Linked DNA regions of Cyprinus carpio: region 2 is linked to region 1. Evidence: chromatin contacts called from public Hi-C data. All regions are on one chromosome and are shown on one strand. Each heading gives the region's core, a stretch centred on a gene start, on an enhancer-like site or on the middle of the called end of the contact. The rest is flanking DNA. Distances are from core to core; before and after follow the strand shown.

What was found. Hi-C and Micro-C count contacts between places; a contact is called where the count stands out from the background.
Region 2: a Hi-C map of liver shows a contact between it and region 1, with 3 times the contacts expected there. The contact joins the promoter of LOC109091392 here to the enhancer-like site in region 1. A contact is called at or near these places in 3 of 8 Hi-C or Micro-C datasets (liver and skeletal muscle).

What each region holds. Positions count from the first base shown.
Region 1 is chrA6:21,996,941-22,003,977 of ASM1834038v1, reverse strand. It overlaps LOC109091394 (discoidin domain-containing receptor 2-like), which reads left to right. Exons shown (of 16, transcript XM_042758455.1): 16 at 350-2,555. The coding sequence ends at 481. It also overlaps the pseudogene LOC109091396. Among protein-coding and RNA genes, the nearest start is that of LOC109091395, 8.3 kb to the right of the region's middle. Within about 2 kb of position 2,692, at least 5 of the 8 cell types and tissues checked have an H3K27ac peak or open chromatin away from gene starts, as enhancers often do. A contact at or near this core is called in liver, where this site is marked.
Region 2 is chrA6:22,049,969-22,057,708 of ASM1834038v1, reverse strand. It overlaps LOC109091392 (serine/threonine-protein kinase Kist-like), which reads right to left and starts at 4,199. Exons shown (of 9, transcript XM_019105148.2): 1 at 3,551-4,199; 2 at 2,696-2,988; 3 at 1,950-2,141; 4 at 1,706-1,800; 5 at 1,549-1,625; 6 at 1,371-1,469; 7 at 1,180-1,268. The coding sequence starts at 3,851. LOC109091041 (UDP-N-acetylhexosamine pyrophosphorylase-like) reads left to right here and starts at 4,604. Exons shown (of 10, transcript XM_042758458.1): 1 at 4,604-4,757; 2 at 5,338-5,636; 3 at 6,714-6,918. The coding sequence starts at 5,360.

The sequences.
Region 1 (7,037 bases), core at 1,443-3,942:
TGTAAACCAACAATATGACCCCAACACAAAAGTCATAATAAAATTAGTACAGCCTTTACTAAACACATCTATGTGTGAATCTTTGAATGCACATTCATGACCCTAAATGAGAAATATTTCACATAGTTTCCATAAGAAATGAATAGTTCACCCAGTCTGAAATAGTTTGAAAATCGAGTGTGGGTCAAACTGACCCCAACACAGCAGGTGGGGTTTTAAGAACTGTTCACTGAAAGGTTCTTTGGGGAAACCAAAATAGTTCTTCTATGGCATCGCTGCGAAAACACCCTTTTGGAACCTTTATTTATATAAGAGTGTACCATATCTAACAGTATATTCTTATTCTCAGATATACCTGCCTCAGCCGCCAATGTGTCCAGACCCCGTCTACAAGCTCATGTTGAGCTGCTGGCACAGGAACACCAAAGAGCGTCCATCCTTCCAGGAGATTCATCACACATTACTGGATTGCAAGCCATAGTGTCCACTTGTATAGTGTCCACTCCCAGAGACATTTCAGTGTGCCCACAGGACTCCAGTCAACTACACACCGCAACACGCACTTATATGTTCTCGTATATAAGTGAGATCAGAGTCTATCATTTTTCTGTAGCAATTTTCACTGTGAGTGTGCAAAGGCAAACTGATATATATTGTATGATTGAATAACGCCCCCTAACTAAGTGCCTTCGGCTGTCTTACAATACCTGGGCAGCACTAGGCCAAAGAAAATGTAGCAATGAATTTAGGCACCTTTAACACAGAATAATTGTATTTTACACACTGTGTTTTTTCTTCAAATAACTCTAAATATTCTAAAATATCTATAAGAATATTTCTGAATAGAAAGAGGAAATGCCAAAAAACAAGGTATTGGCTACTAATGCGCCTTTAATTATGTCCAATTTAATGTTGTTTTCAGTATTTTGAGGCCGAAGACAGCTTGAATGTAAATAAGAATCATTAATTGACATTCAGATTCACCTTTGGTTTTATCTTGATGTCTCTTGACGTTTGTGTATAATTTCATCTCATTTATCGAAAATGCTAAAGTATTTTGTTATTTGACATATTTAATTTTTTCTTTGTAGTAAACTGCAAAGACCACTTTCAAACAAGAGGATTAACAGAAAGCCAATTTATCTGGTTGTCACAGAATTTCAAATTCAAAATCAGAAAAATGTACTTAAAATTGTAAATGTAAAAACATATATTAGTGTTTTCCTGCAACTACCTATATATTGTGTTTATATTTAAGCGTACTGCATTATGTAAGTGTTTTGCTTTTCTTTATGTTATATTGTTTGAAGAATCTTGGTATGGTGATAATGGTTATTTAAGTCCATTTCATTTGTGCTCTTATTTTTCTTCTGCTTAAAACAACTTTTGCATCAAGAAACAGACATTTCAGCATAATGAGCTATGAAAAGCCATAATTCTTTTACAGAAGCGTCTTACAATATTTGCATGAAGTTGGATGAAATCAGATATGTTACTAAATGCTAATTTCACGTTTTCATTGCATTTGTCCTATGTTTTCATCTTATCTCAAATTAGGCTGAATGGGGTAGTAAGTACATTTGTTTTCACCAGCTAATTTTGTTTATTTGTAGAAAATATTGAAATAAGCGTATTTTAAAGCTATTTGTTTTTCTTTTATGTCAGAGTACAGTATATTCTAGGTGGTGCCGAATTGCTAAAGTGTGGGATAAATACTGGATTTGTATTGAACAGATGCACTATGATGGTTTACAGTAAGTCGTGATATGTTTTGGCATGTGAAAAGTGCTGCAAATGGGAGGCTCGGAAATCTGTTTTGTGATTAATATGACCATATTTTTGAAAATGTGTGCACCTTTCGGGGTTGGTTAAGATTTTTAACAGTCTATAAGAAGTGTTTTGGTTGTGGGTTTGAAAGTATTTTAGCTATAAGTATAAATTATTTTTAGCATTCTTGACATGACTGATGAAGTTGCTTTATATTCTGCACTGTTACATTAAATGTTCCTTCTTCAAACCATAAACGATATAAAACAGGAACAGCCCTTTCTGAGGCTTTGAGTTTGTTTACAAAAACATTCCACTTCATAAAACATCTTTGTGATGAACAGTTTTCATATTCTGTACATTGAAAATGGCATATCACAATGCATGGAAAAACTGGATTTTTTTTTTATTCATAGCAAAATTTCCTTAAAGTCATGCTTATCCTTTCTAACCTAAGCTTCGTGCTGTATTTTTAATAAGTCCTAATTTTCCATTATCAGCCTATTGTATAGCTATGTTAGGAAACTGTACATAAAATAATAAATTGATGAACCTTTAAACTTGTTGTCTAGACATTTTATAATAACAAAACTACGGATTTCATACTTACACAGTAATAAAACGTGTGTTTGTTGTTTGAATTCATAAGTGAATTGGACATTTGTGTACAGCTTAGAATGTATCAAGACATTCATTTTAACGTGTGTACTCTAATATTTGCTTTTTAAATCGTTCTTTTCATTGTGCATTGGTTTTCTGTCGAATAAATATGAACTGAATCTTAAAAATGGGTTTCTGACAATAATTTTCTACTATTGCATGACTTTATATTTTTTTACTTTTTTTATGTCACGTCACAGAAAGGAAACAGCTGATTGGCCGATAGAAGCGTGACCTCCAATCACAATATGGCGGCTGTACAAACTCCAGACACTGGTGAAATACCACGTTAGAAACGGTTGCGAAGGAAAAATACAGTATCACAGGTAGCATATCATATATTGCATGAATGTAAAGATAGGATGAAGAAAGTAGTGTTGGTAACCGGTGCAAACAGGTAACCAAACTGTGTGTCTAATTGTAGTCTTTGTAGTTTCGCGTCACTGTTATAGCTAACGTTAGACATCACTGTTTTAAACGTCATTCTGTTATCATCGTAGTGACAACTTTTAGATTATTTTTCAATAATGTTTTTGTTTTAAAACAACAAAAATACATCTTAGAAAGAAAGAAATTAGGATTAATTTGTTTATATTATGTATTCTTCAAATGCGTTCTTAACCAGTAAGTTAGTAGAGAAAACATGCTGCACAATGTCTCTTTTTCTCTGCATGTTAATGCTCACTCCATATAACCCTGTTTGCATGCGTGTGTGTGTATTGCGCATTCAGTGGTATTGGCCTTGCCCTGTGTAAGCCAGGATGCCCAGCTGCAGCTCTGTCTGGCCTGCAGGAACATGCAGAGAGCTGAGGCTGCCCGACAGGCTCTTCTAGTGTCTCACCCAACAGCTCAAGCTACTCTGCTGCACTTAGATGTGGGCAACATGCGCTCTGTGCTCAGAGCTGCTGAGGAGTTCAAGCAGATGTAAGACATCCCAGTCCCTGTTTACCAAAATACACTAATTTTAGTGGACTTTATGCCTTTCATGTAGTTGCAGTGAGATGTCAAGCTCTAAAAAGCACCATAAAAGTAATCCACATGACTCTACACTATATTCCAAATCTTTTGAAGCCATATCATAGTTTTATGTGAGGAACAGACTAAAATGTAAGTTGCTGTTGACAAAAAAAAATCCTGCACTTCACTGTAGTTCTGAAATCAATTTTTTTCTGAAATCTAATTGGGCATATTAAAAATTAGTACACCACCACAGTTAGTAAGCATGGGCTGTAGAACTTTCACTTCTGTAGTATCCATGCCAGAACCTGGAAACTGCACTTATATGTAATGAATAATGTGAGTACTTTTGAATTCCTTTCATGTATTTATAGAAAGTTAGGAGCAGATTAGGAGTCACTAGACACTGTGAACTTGGTTTGATGTGACCGGCACATTTAAAGCCCCAGATCTGTTTAAAGTATAATGCTAAATAAACATTGTATGTAATATAATGTTGAATGAACATTAAAAAGTGATTTAACTTGCACATTTGTAAAAACTTTTTTTTTTTGAACAGGTACAACAGATTGGACTATCTGTATCTCAATGCTGGAATCATGCCTAATCCCAGAGTAGATCACAAAGCCTTTTATAAAGGCCTGTTTTCTAGGTACAGTATTTCTTTCTGTATACACTGCATGTTTAAAAGTTTTTAAATATTAATGAATTTATTCAGCAAAGATGCATTAAATTAATCAAAAATGACAGTAGAGACATATATAATGTTACTGTGTCAGTTGAATCCTGGTCTTTTGAACATTATATTCATTAAAGTATCCCAAAAAAAAAATATTACCCAGTACAACTGTTTTCAACATTGATGATAATAAGAAATGTTTCTTGTGCACCTAATCAGCATATATGGTTTTATATGTATGTATATACACACACATGTATAGTATAGCATAGAATATAGTGATTCGATTATAATTCATTGTTCTATATTTTTTTACCCATCAGTAATGTGGTTTGCATGTTTGCCACGGGGGAGGGTATTCTGACCCAGGGAGATAAGGTCACACCCATTGGTTTGCAGGAAGTGTTTTCCACTAATCTTTTTGGTCATTTCCTTCTGGTAAGTTGATGGATTAGAAATAACAAATGTGTTTCTGTGACCACACATAAAAATAAACAACAACTTAATAACAAACTAGTGTTTTTTACTGTTATTTATATCCAGTTATTTACGTAGCTGTGGTAGAACACATTACATTTTGACAGTATTTCTATCGTTTTCATGCAACACTATCAAAAAAATCATCTTCCTCAAAAAGATCTCCTAGAACAGTATTTCACCCATAAATGCCACAGGATTCATTTCACTGTTGTCAACTACTTGCTCTCTGGCAGCTGTCTCAATCAATAATTCATCTGAAAGTCTGTAGTGCTGAAGTTATTTTGAGTCCTCAAATTGCAGCCCTGTGCTTCTTTGTAAAGTGTTGCCGTTTGCTTATTGAAGAGCTCATTCTTTTGCACTAAGGCATTTGGTCATCAGTGCTGGAAGTCGGGCAGCACTGTTCTTTCCTGATGCTTCTTTATACAGTCATGTTATTGTGGCTCAAGTGGCTCAGACATTAAAGTTAGTTGACCAGATGAGACTTATCGATTTTCTGTTGGGACAGCACCGAGTGAGGAGGAGAGAGGCTTGTATTTCTAGTCAAGTTGTCCTCTGCTTCTCTCTCACACCACACACTTAAATTATTTTTATTAAAATGTAAGATTTTTTTTTTTGGTGGGGGGGTTTGGATTGGTTGGTGATAGTTTGGATTGGTTTATTTATGGTTTATTTGGATAATTATAATGCTATGTTGTTCAGAAAATACAATTCTTTTGAACTTTCTATACATCAAAGAATCCAGAAAAAACATAATCACATTTTCCAAAATAATAAATAAATAAATAAATACATAAGTGACACAACTGTTTTCAGCATTGATAATAAAATGATTATGTTTCTTGATCATCAAATCAGAATATTTTCTGAATGATTTCTGAAGAATCATGTGACTGTCTGGAGTAATGGCTGCTGAAAATTCAACCTGATATAAATTACACTTTAAAATATATTAATACAGAAAACAGTTATTTTAAATTGTGATAAAATGTCACAAAAAACTTCCCGACCCCAAAATTTTGAATGATAAATTTACCTATTCATAATTTATATATTTTTTTAGCCAGTTTCGTTTGTCCGCTATGTTCCCAGAGTGTTGTTCCTTGTCGTGTTGTCATTTTTTATGGCTGAACTAATAGTGATAGTTTAGGGCAGGATTACCAGTGTAGCCAAACAATGGTAGACGGAAACAGTATTTTTGTAATTCTTTTTAGCACTTTAAATGGTGCAGAAATTAGGCGGTGTATTCCTGGATCTAACTGCATTTTTTTGCTTCTGCGACAGGTGAAAGAACTGGAGCCCTTACTGTGTCAGATAGACCACAATTCTCTAGTGATCTGGAGATCCTCCAATAAAGCCCAGCGATCTGCTTTTAGTCTAGATGACATACAGCATCAGAAAGGCCGTGAGCCCTATAGCTCCTCGAAATATGCATCTGATCTACTGAGCTTAGCCCTAAACCGTCACTACAACAACCGGGTGAGTTCACAGTTCCCTAGAGAAAATGGTTACTGCATGACTTGTTTTATACCATAATTATTATGATTATCATAATTGTGAATTTGTCATGGATACTAGTCATCTGTTAACAGGGTTTGTTTTCATCAGTGATCTGTCCTGGTCTGGTCATGACTAACCTCACCTATGGCATTCTACCATCATTCTTCTTGGCTCTCATCTTGCCAGTAATGTGGCTTGTAGGTCCTCAATTTACTTTACTTTTTGTATATCAACACAATAATAGGAAAGTCACCCAAATCTAACATTGTGTTAATGTCCTGTCCTATATCATCAGAGAAGGATATTCACCAACACTTTTACCCTCTCACCTTACAATGGAGCAGAAGCTTTGGTAAGTACCATCACTACCACAAATGTTCATAGCATCATCAAGTTTAACCATGAATAATTATTACAGTTTATTGAATCACTTCGCAGAACTACTGAATTGTTTGATAGTGAAACAGTAAATGTTTCTTAGTACAAGGAATGGAAAAATTAAGTCAAGATGTGAAACCGCTTTGATTCTAATAGCTTTTGAAGCTTAGTATTGCATGTCATTTGGAGAAATGACTGGGCCTCATTGATTTCTCCTAGTCTCAGTTTTCATCTATTGTTTTTTTATTACCCAGTTTTGGCTGTTCATGCAGAAACCTGAGTCACTGGACCCGATGGCCAAATACCACAGTTTGACCTCTGGGCTTGGAAACAATTACACTCAGCCACACAAGGTCAGAACTGACAGTCAGGTTCCCTCACTCATCTATTTTTCATGCCTGTCTTAGTCTATTTTAAATCCAATTTTATATAGCAGATTATAGTCTGTAGGGTTTATATGCTTTGTGATTTGGTTAGTTCTGCAAGGGAATGCATGGACTTTAATGTTTCTCAGCTGTTGAACTATTCATTACTGATACTCACCATAGTTTAACTGCTTTTTGTGTGTTTTCAGATGGATATTGATGAAAATATGTCAGAGGCCCTCTATGTGAAGTTA
Region 2 (7,740 bases), core at 2,950-5,449, 52 kb before region 1:
CCTGCTGCTGACCAACTTTATGGAGATGCAGATTTCATTTTCCAACAGGACTTGGCCCCAGCACACAGTGCCAAAGCTACCAGTACCTGGTTTAAGGACCATGGTATCCCTGTTCTTAATTGGCCAGCAAACTCACCTGACCTTAACCCCATAGAAAATCTATGGGGTATTGTGAAGAGGAAGATGCGATATGCCAGACCCAAGAATGCAGAAGAGCTGAAGGCCACTATCAGAGCAACCTGGGCTCTCATAACACCTGAGCAGTGCCACAGACTGATCGACTCCATGCCACGCTGCATTGCTGCAGTAATTCAGGCAAAAGGAGCCCCAACTAAGTATCGAGTGCTGTACATGCTCATACTTTTCATTTTTATACTTTTTAGTTGGCCAAGATTTCTAAAAATAATTTGTTAGTATTGGTCTTAATTTATATTCTAATTTTCTGAGATACTAAATTTGGGATTTTCCTTAGTTGTCAGTTATAATCATAAAAATTAAAAGAAATAAACATTTGAAATATATCAGTCTGTGTGTAATGAATGAATATAATATACAAGTTTCACTTTTTGAATGAAATTAATGAAATAAATCAACTTTTTGATGATATTCTAATTATATGACCAGCACCTGTATATATATATAATTGAGTGGTACAATAAAAGAATAAGTCTTTTTATTCCATTCTCTTGACAACATACATACAGTGTGACCAGTGTTGTCTAATTAAAAAAAGAATGAACTCTTATGAGTTTCTTTATATGAATTTGTCAAAAAGACTCACTAGTTATCGGTCTGAATCAATTTAATGAATACATCACAGAATGAGCCCACTTAATTTGGCTGAATTTTTCCCAAATTAACATCAGGCTCACATAATGAACTGCAAGTTATCATTACTTTTAATCATGTCAACCTTTCAAATAAACCAGAAATTGTTATTGTCAGAGTTCCCGCATTTTTGGAACAATACATTTCCATGGCTTTGAGCCGTTTGTAGTTACTAGATAAGGATATGTTTATAGAGATTAACATAAAACACTTTCTATACAATTAAATTTTATGTCTCCTTTATTTTACCAGAATAGCACCACTGGGATATAAAATCTCTTCTTCCAATTATTAGGTGAAGAGAATATCTAGAATAATTCACATTCACTACTGAAATTCCATTTTCCACACCTGTCCCTTGCCAGGATTCTCTTTTGGGATCAGTAACGATACAACCGTGCCATACTTCTGACATTCTTCTTTCATGTCCTCTATTATATCTAAGAAGACCAAGAAATAAATGTGACTTTGAGATCTACTAAATAAATAAACCACAGAGAAAATATATTTACTATAAAGGAAATGTAAAGACAAAGACTCACCTTCATACTCATCCTCATTATACAGGTGGTTGTCGTCTATTACGTTTAGAAGTCTCAAGACAGGTGTAGGCAAAAGAACCAAATCTTCAATATGAGGTGCTAAAACCCAAAGCAGTTCCTCACTCACACAGTGTTACACCAAACTGGGCGATGCAGACAATGTTTAAGTCATACAAACCAAAGGGAATGCTGAAGAAAGGGTTGATTAATGCTGACTCAGCTGTGCTTCTCAGTTTAGGGTCATTGTGAAGCATACTGGAAATGTACAGACATATATTACTTGTTTTAATTATGTCTAAAGAACACACTAGTACACCGCTTAGATTACTTCCTACCTTTTGATCAGATCTCTCAAATGAAAAACAGGGATAGCCGGGTAAACCACAGCATTGCTTGAAAAGATATGGTCTACTATTGCAGAACTGTTATCCTGTAGAGACACAACACAAGGCCAAAATAACATGAGGAACAGTTACTCAGAGAAAATGTTGACGCAAATTGTTATTACACTAAATAACATTTAAGATTTAAGTTCAAATTCAGGAGTACAGCTTCACAGCTGCTTGGGCATCAGCTGACCTTCCATTCCTGAGACCTCACAGTTTCCTTCAGTTTGATTCCTGAGAACATCTCTAGAAGAATGATTCCCAGACTCCACAGGTCCACAGCAGTTGTGCAGCCAGAGTCACTCTCTAGACCTGCCTGGGCCAGTGAGTTCTGCAGCTCGGCTTCAGGTGCCCGGTAACCATCTGTCTGGATGTACTTCACATCCTGTAAGGAACAGACAAGAACCCTTAGTCAGAAAAGACAAGAAGCTCACTTCCAACCTGTATCTGAATACTGAAGAACATTAATACTACACTACCATTTAAAAGTTTGAGGTCAGCAAGTTTTTATTTTTTAAAGAAACTCTACATTAAATTGAATTCTCTACTTTAAATAAATGATAACTTTTTATTCCTAAAGGACTCCTTAAAAATGTATCACAGTTTCCACATAAACATGAGCTTTCAACATGTTTTCTTAAGCACCAAATCAGCATATTATAATGATTGTTAAGGATCATGAAACACTGCTGGAAATTCAGCTTTGACATCACAGGAATAAAATACTTATATATATAAGAAATTAAACAGTTATTTTAAATTCAAAAATCACATTATTACGGTTTTACTGTATTTTGATCTAATATATGAAGACTTGGTAAGCATGAAAGAAATTATACCGACCTCAAATTTTTTGACCAGCAGTCTATGCTTGTGTATGTAAATAAATTCAGACAAAAAATTATAGGGTGTCTCAGGAAAACCATATCAACTCCTCACCTGGTGTCCCTCTTTAAAGCTAAGGCCGAAGTCAATGAGCTTAAAGCACTCGTCATCAGCGCTCCAGAGAATGTTGCGGGGCTTGAGGTCAGCATGTACGTAACCTCCCCTGTGCAGGAAGCTAAGGGCCTCCAAAACATCACGGGCACAGTGCTGAATCAACCACATGGAATGCCCCTGATTACTCACTCTGACCAGCAATTCTGACACACTCACATCCAAAAGCTCCAACAAAAGGCAATGAGTGGCCACACCAAATGGGTTGTGATTGGTGAACATTCCATACAGCGTCACTAGAGAGACATAAGAATAAACACCAGACAAGAGAGAAAATACAAACGTTACCCAACGAAAATACCAACGTTACAATGCTGGAACAGCAGTTGGATCTCCAGGAATTATGATCACTATATTAAATTGAGCAGCAATTTTACATTTGCAATGCCAGTGTACTTCTGAATTCTTTCTAGATTAAACAGAATCAAAATAATGACATTTTGCATGATTTTAATACCAATTAAATGACACATAGAGCTGTTTAAATCATTGGTTCTCAACTCTTTTGACCACAAGGCCCCCCTTGTCCAAGTGAATATTAAAAGGACCCAATATCTAAGCTGATTTGTACCTTTACTGATGTTATTTTGTAATTAAAATAAAGTTAACATTTTACGTTGTACATCTCTCTTTTTTAGTATTTTAATTAAAATTATGCTAATAGAACAAAATTGTAAATAATTTTAAGTCTTATTGGGGCCCCAAGAAAGTTTGCAGAGTGGTCCCTGGCCCCCCCGGTTGAGAAGCACTGGTTTAAATCTATGTTTGTTAGCTTGTCTTGACCCCTGTATGGTTTACCTATATTTTTATGTCCCTGAATCTTCTCCAGCACAGAGCTTTCCTTGAGGTACCCGTAATCTCCACCCTGTGCGTCCACCTGAAACTCCTTCACTGCAGAACTCGCCCGGCCGGAGTTCACCCGGTACACCGAGGCCGAGACGCCCTGCCCCAGACGAGCCTGCACGCTCCAGATCTTTCCGTAAATCTCAAATACCACCGGGCTTGTCTTCTGATCCACGGCGTCTGGTGTCACCGCCATCGCCGGTGTGCTGACATTTGGATTGGACATTTTTGTATTGGAGCCAGAACTACAAGCCATGAGTAATATCAGTAATAATCGGAGTTAAATACTATCAGGTTTATAATAAGTAGTGTATGCTCCATTAGTTGCCCTTTGCAGAAACTTTTTTTTTTTTGCTAAAGTGATCTTTGCATAGTGCTTTCCTGCAAGCCAAGTTTACAGCTAACTACCAACTGCTGACGAACATGGATTCAAATGCCATATTTTAACGCAAACGCACAAATTGGTGCGAAGTGCCGCACCATAGTAGCTGGCGCCTCAAAGACACCGCGGATCCATGAAACCCAGTTTTGGACCGAGCTGACAAAGTCCTGCCACTGTTTTGGTGGCCATGATACCGGAAATGACGACATTGTAATTTAAAGTGGAGTTTTCTACAGTGAGGCAAAGTATAATTATAATCTGTAAATTAATCAGTATTTTTAATTAATTAAATATTCCCAAAAAATATTTAATTATTATTTTGACTATTGTTACACTTGGCTCTCCAGAATGTGCCTTCAAAATTAAAACTCCAACAGAAAAAAGTAGGTTATTCACTCCAGGTATTGGGCAATTTCTGAACAGACTAAAAGAATAAAGTCTAATAATTCTGCTGCGCTTTTATTTCTTGTCCAGCAAGTCCCGCGCTTGACCTGAAATCTGTTGGCTATGACTATATGAATGACAGCTCGTCTGTCTATTCACGGACTGCATTGTGGCAGTTAGACCCGCCCATTCGTCCGAAGGAGGTGGGGTTTGCCGGAACATGAGTGTGGAAAAGTAGCGCGGTTTTGGTGTTTCCGTGTTTGTCGTGCCACGTCAGTCTGACGGATGTCGGAGGAGGATCTCGGACAGTGAAGGCGGATCTCTCAGGAGATGTAACCGTGTCTTTAGTGTCACTGATGAGAGGGAAGTATTAAGTGTTCAGCAGCTCCTCGAAAGGTAAGAATATTATGATGTTGTTAATTCTACCATCACAAAACATTTCTCAAGGTTTGGTGCCGCGGAGAGCTGTACTGTTGTCAAGAAGGCGGTCTATCGACTTGAGTTTGTGGGCAAATGTGGGCTAGTTATGGGTAATTCTAGATGCTATAATATTTCTTTTTATGAATGACTATGACAAATATTGATATCTTATTTTTAATAAACCAGGTGTTTTCATTCATTGTTGTTGAACAACAGGCACAAGACGTATTTAAAAAATAATTAATGAGCAGGTGTGATCTTTAATCAGGAGTGTCAGACTTTTATCAAACTTGATTACTGTTCAGTAGGCTTTCAGATGGCCAGTAATAGTTTATATTGTGCTCCAGCCAATCAAAAATTATGATCTTTGAGTAAAGGTAAAGATCACACACACCTGACCTTAGACTTAGTTTCCCTCGAGTTTATTTGACTGAGCACGTACACAGAGTAGTTATCAATTTATGGGCGGGATAAGACGGGTAGATCTGCCAGGAGTTTGTAAGGCTCTTAGATAATCAGTGTCACTTTGTTTCCACCTCCGTTCCATCACTGACAGATTCAGATCTAAACGAGAGACCATGGACACCAGCAAACTGGCTGAGAGACTCAATGAAGCCGGGCAGTCTCATGTCCTCCAGTTTTGGGACCAGCTAAGCCCTGAGGAACAAGCTGAGATGATTGTTGACTTGGAGAGCATGAACTTCATGGAGATCAATAACTTCTTTAAAACTGCCATGAAGACATCTGGGCAGAACTCGCAGGAGAAGGTGGACACCAGGATGGAGCCGGTGCCCCGAGAAGTTTTGGGAAGTGTAACCCGCGATCGTGAATGTCTCAAAGAATGGGAAGAAGAGGGTGAGTTCAGATATTGTTTCATAGGACTCCATCTCACACAGTATTTTGCCTTACCTAAAAGAAACCACCTAAGGTTCTTTGCTTGTTTAAGTGGGTTTCTCAACCTAGCCAAGTTGGAGTTTAGCTGGTCAGCAAGTTGGTTTCCCAGTCTGACCAAGTGGACAGACAGAGGAATTTATGCACAATGACATTTTAAACAATTGCAAAAGCATAACAGATTATGTTTCATTTAATAATATAACCCAAATGTGATAGTAATTCTTATACGTTTTTCTTGACCAGAAACAAACGTTGCTAAGAAATATTGCACAACAAAACACAATGAGTAATGCAATGTCTTCTCCTCCTAAATGGACCCCAGAGAACCATCCTTAGACAAATCATGACCCCCAAGAGATCAGCAACTCAGGATTTCTTTCCAGAGTCTGTCTAAAGCCACTCTGTTATTTAAAAAACATAACAATAGGTTTCAAATTTGAATAAACATTGTTTTGTCCCAGTACTCCATTTTGGGCGAGGATGCTTCAAAACGGACTGAAAACATCTGGTTCTGGTTAGATTTGATGTAATTGCTTTACCGAAGTCATGCTGAGCTCATTCAGCATCACATCATCTTTAATCAGACTATATTACTATGATACCCAATGATTTTTACGTGTCATCTTTGTTCAGTTCATTTTTCAAAATACTTTAATAAGATTTTTTTAATACTTCATTTTTTTAACTCACATAAAAGTCATATCTCAGCATATTAAAGGCTGTGTGTGGGTGATGTAACATCAACCATAACAGTAATTTATGTTAGATAAAGCAGGCCTCATAAAAGTTAATGGTATTTGCCATTGTTATCTGCAGATAATTAAACACAAACTGTTGCTTAAGAATTCAGACAATTTATACCCACAGCATCCATGACTTTTCTCAGCGTTGTTGAGTAAGTTTCCTTTGTACATTATGTGGCATATTTCACATTAAGGACTCGTGTAATGGGAGCAGTGATACATTCCTTGAATTGTGTGACATAGTTAGTATTTACATCTGTTTGCTAAAGTGACCTAACCTCCCATCATTCCACAGGCCTGCGTTGTATATCAGAAAACAAAGTGGCAGTTCTTCTATTGGCTGGAGGTCAAGGGACACGGTTGGGTGTATCATATCCAAAAGGCATGTATGATGTGGGCCTCCCCTCTCGCAAAACCCTCTTTCAGATCCAGGCTGAACGCATCAGAAAACTGGAACAGCTTGCTGAAAAACTGCACTCAAGGAAGTGCTGTATTCCATGGTAAGGTGATCATTAAGCATAATTTTACTATATTCTGTTACAGTGCACTTACAGTTGAATTCCCAAGGAAGTAGTTTGAGTCAATGATTGTTGAATCTAATTACTTGGATTACCAGACTTGTCTTGATCTTGAGGAAGTTTCTCCCCACTTGCCATAATGCAAGTGACCTCGTTACATGGTTTAGTCAGTGTGAAATCGGGCTGACATAACACCAGCATGTCGTCCTCCTGAGCAGCTAGGTCAGACCTCAAGAGAAAAATAATTTTTAGAGCCAATCTCTACCCATTAGAATTGACCTCTGATACATGACGCATGATGCCCTAATGATCAGCTCTAATCTTAGCTCATTATTTAAAGACAGCTGATAATACTGTGCCACTGTGTGTGTGTGTGTGTGTGTGTGTGTGTGTGTGTGTGTGTGTGTTTGTTTGTTTAGAAGAAATTAATGTAATAAGTTAAACAAAAGTGACACTAAAAACTTTATTTATAAAATTCTGTTTCAAATAAATGTTGTTCTATTGAACTTTGTATTCATGAAAGCATCCTAAAAATGATGTATCAATATAAAGCAGCACAACTATTTTCAACTGTAATAAAAAAATGTTTCTTGAGCACCAAATCAGCATATTAAAAATGATTTCTAATCATATGACACTGAAGACTGGAGTAGTGGCTGCTGAAAGTTCAGCTTTGCAACCACAGGAATAAATTACATTTTAAAATCTTAAAATAGATCAAATAAATGCAGCCTTGGTGAGCAAGACTCCTTAAAAAAATAATAGATTTTTTTTAAACTTTAGTGTACATTAAGCTAAGATTCT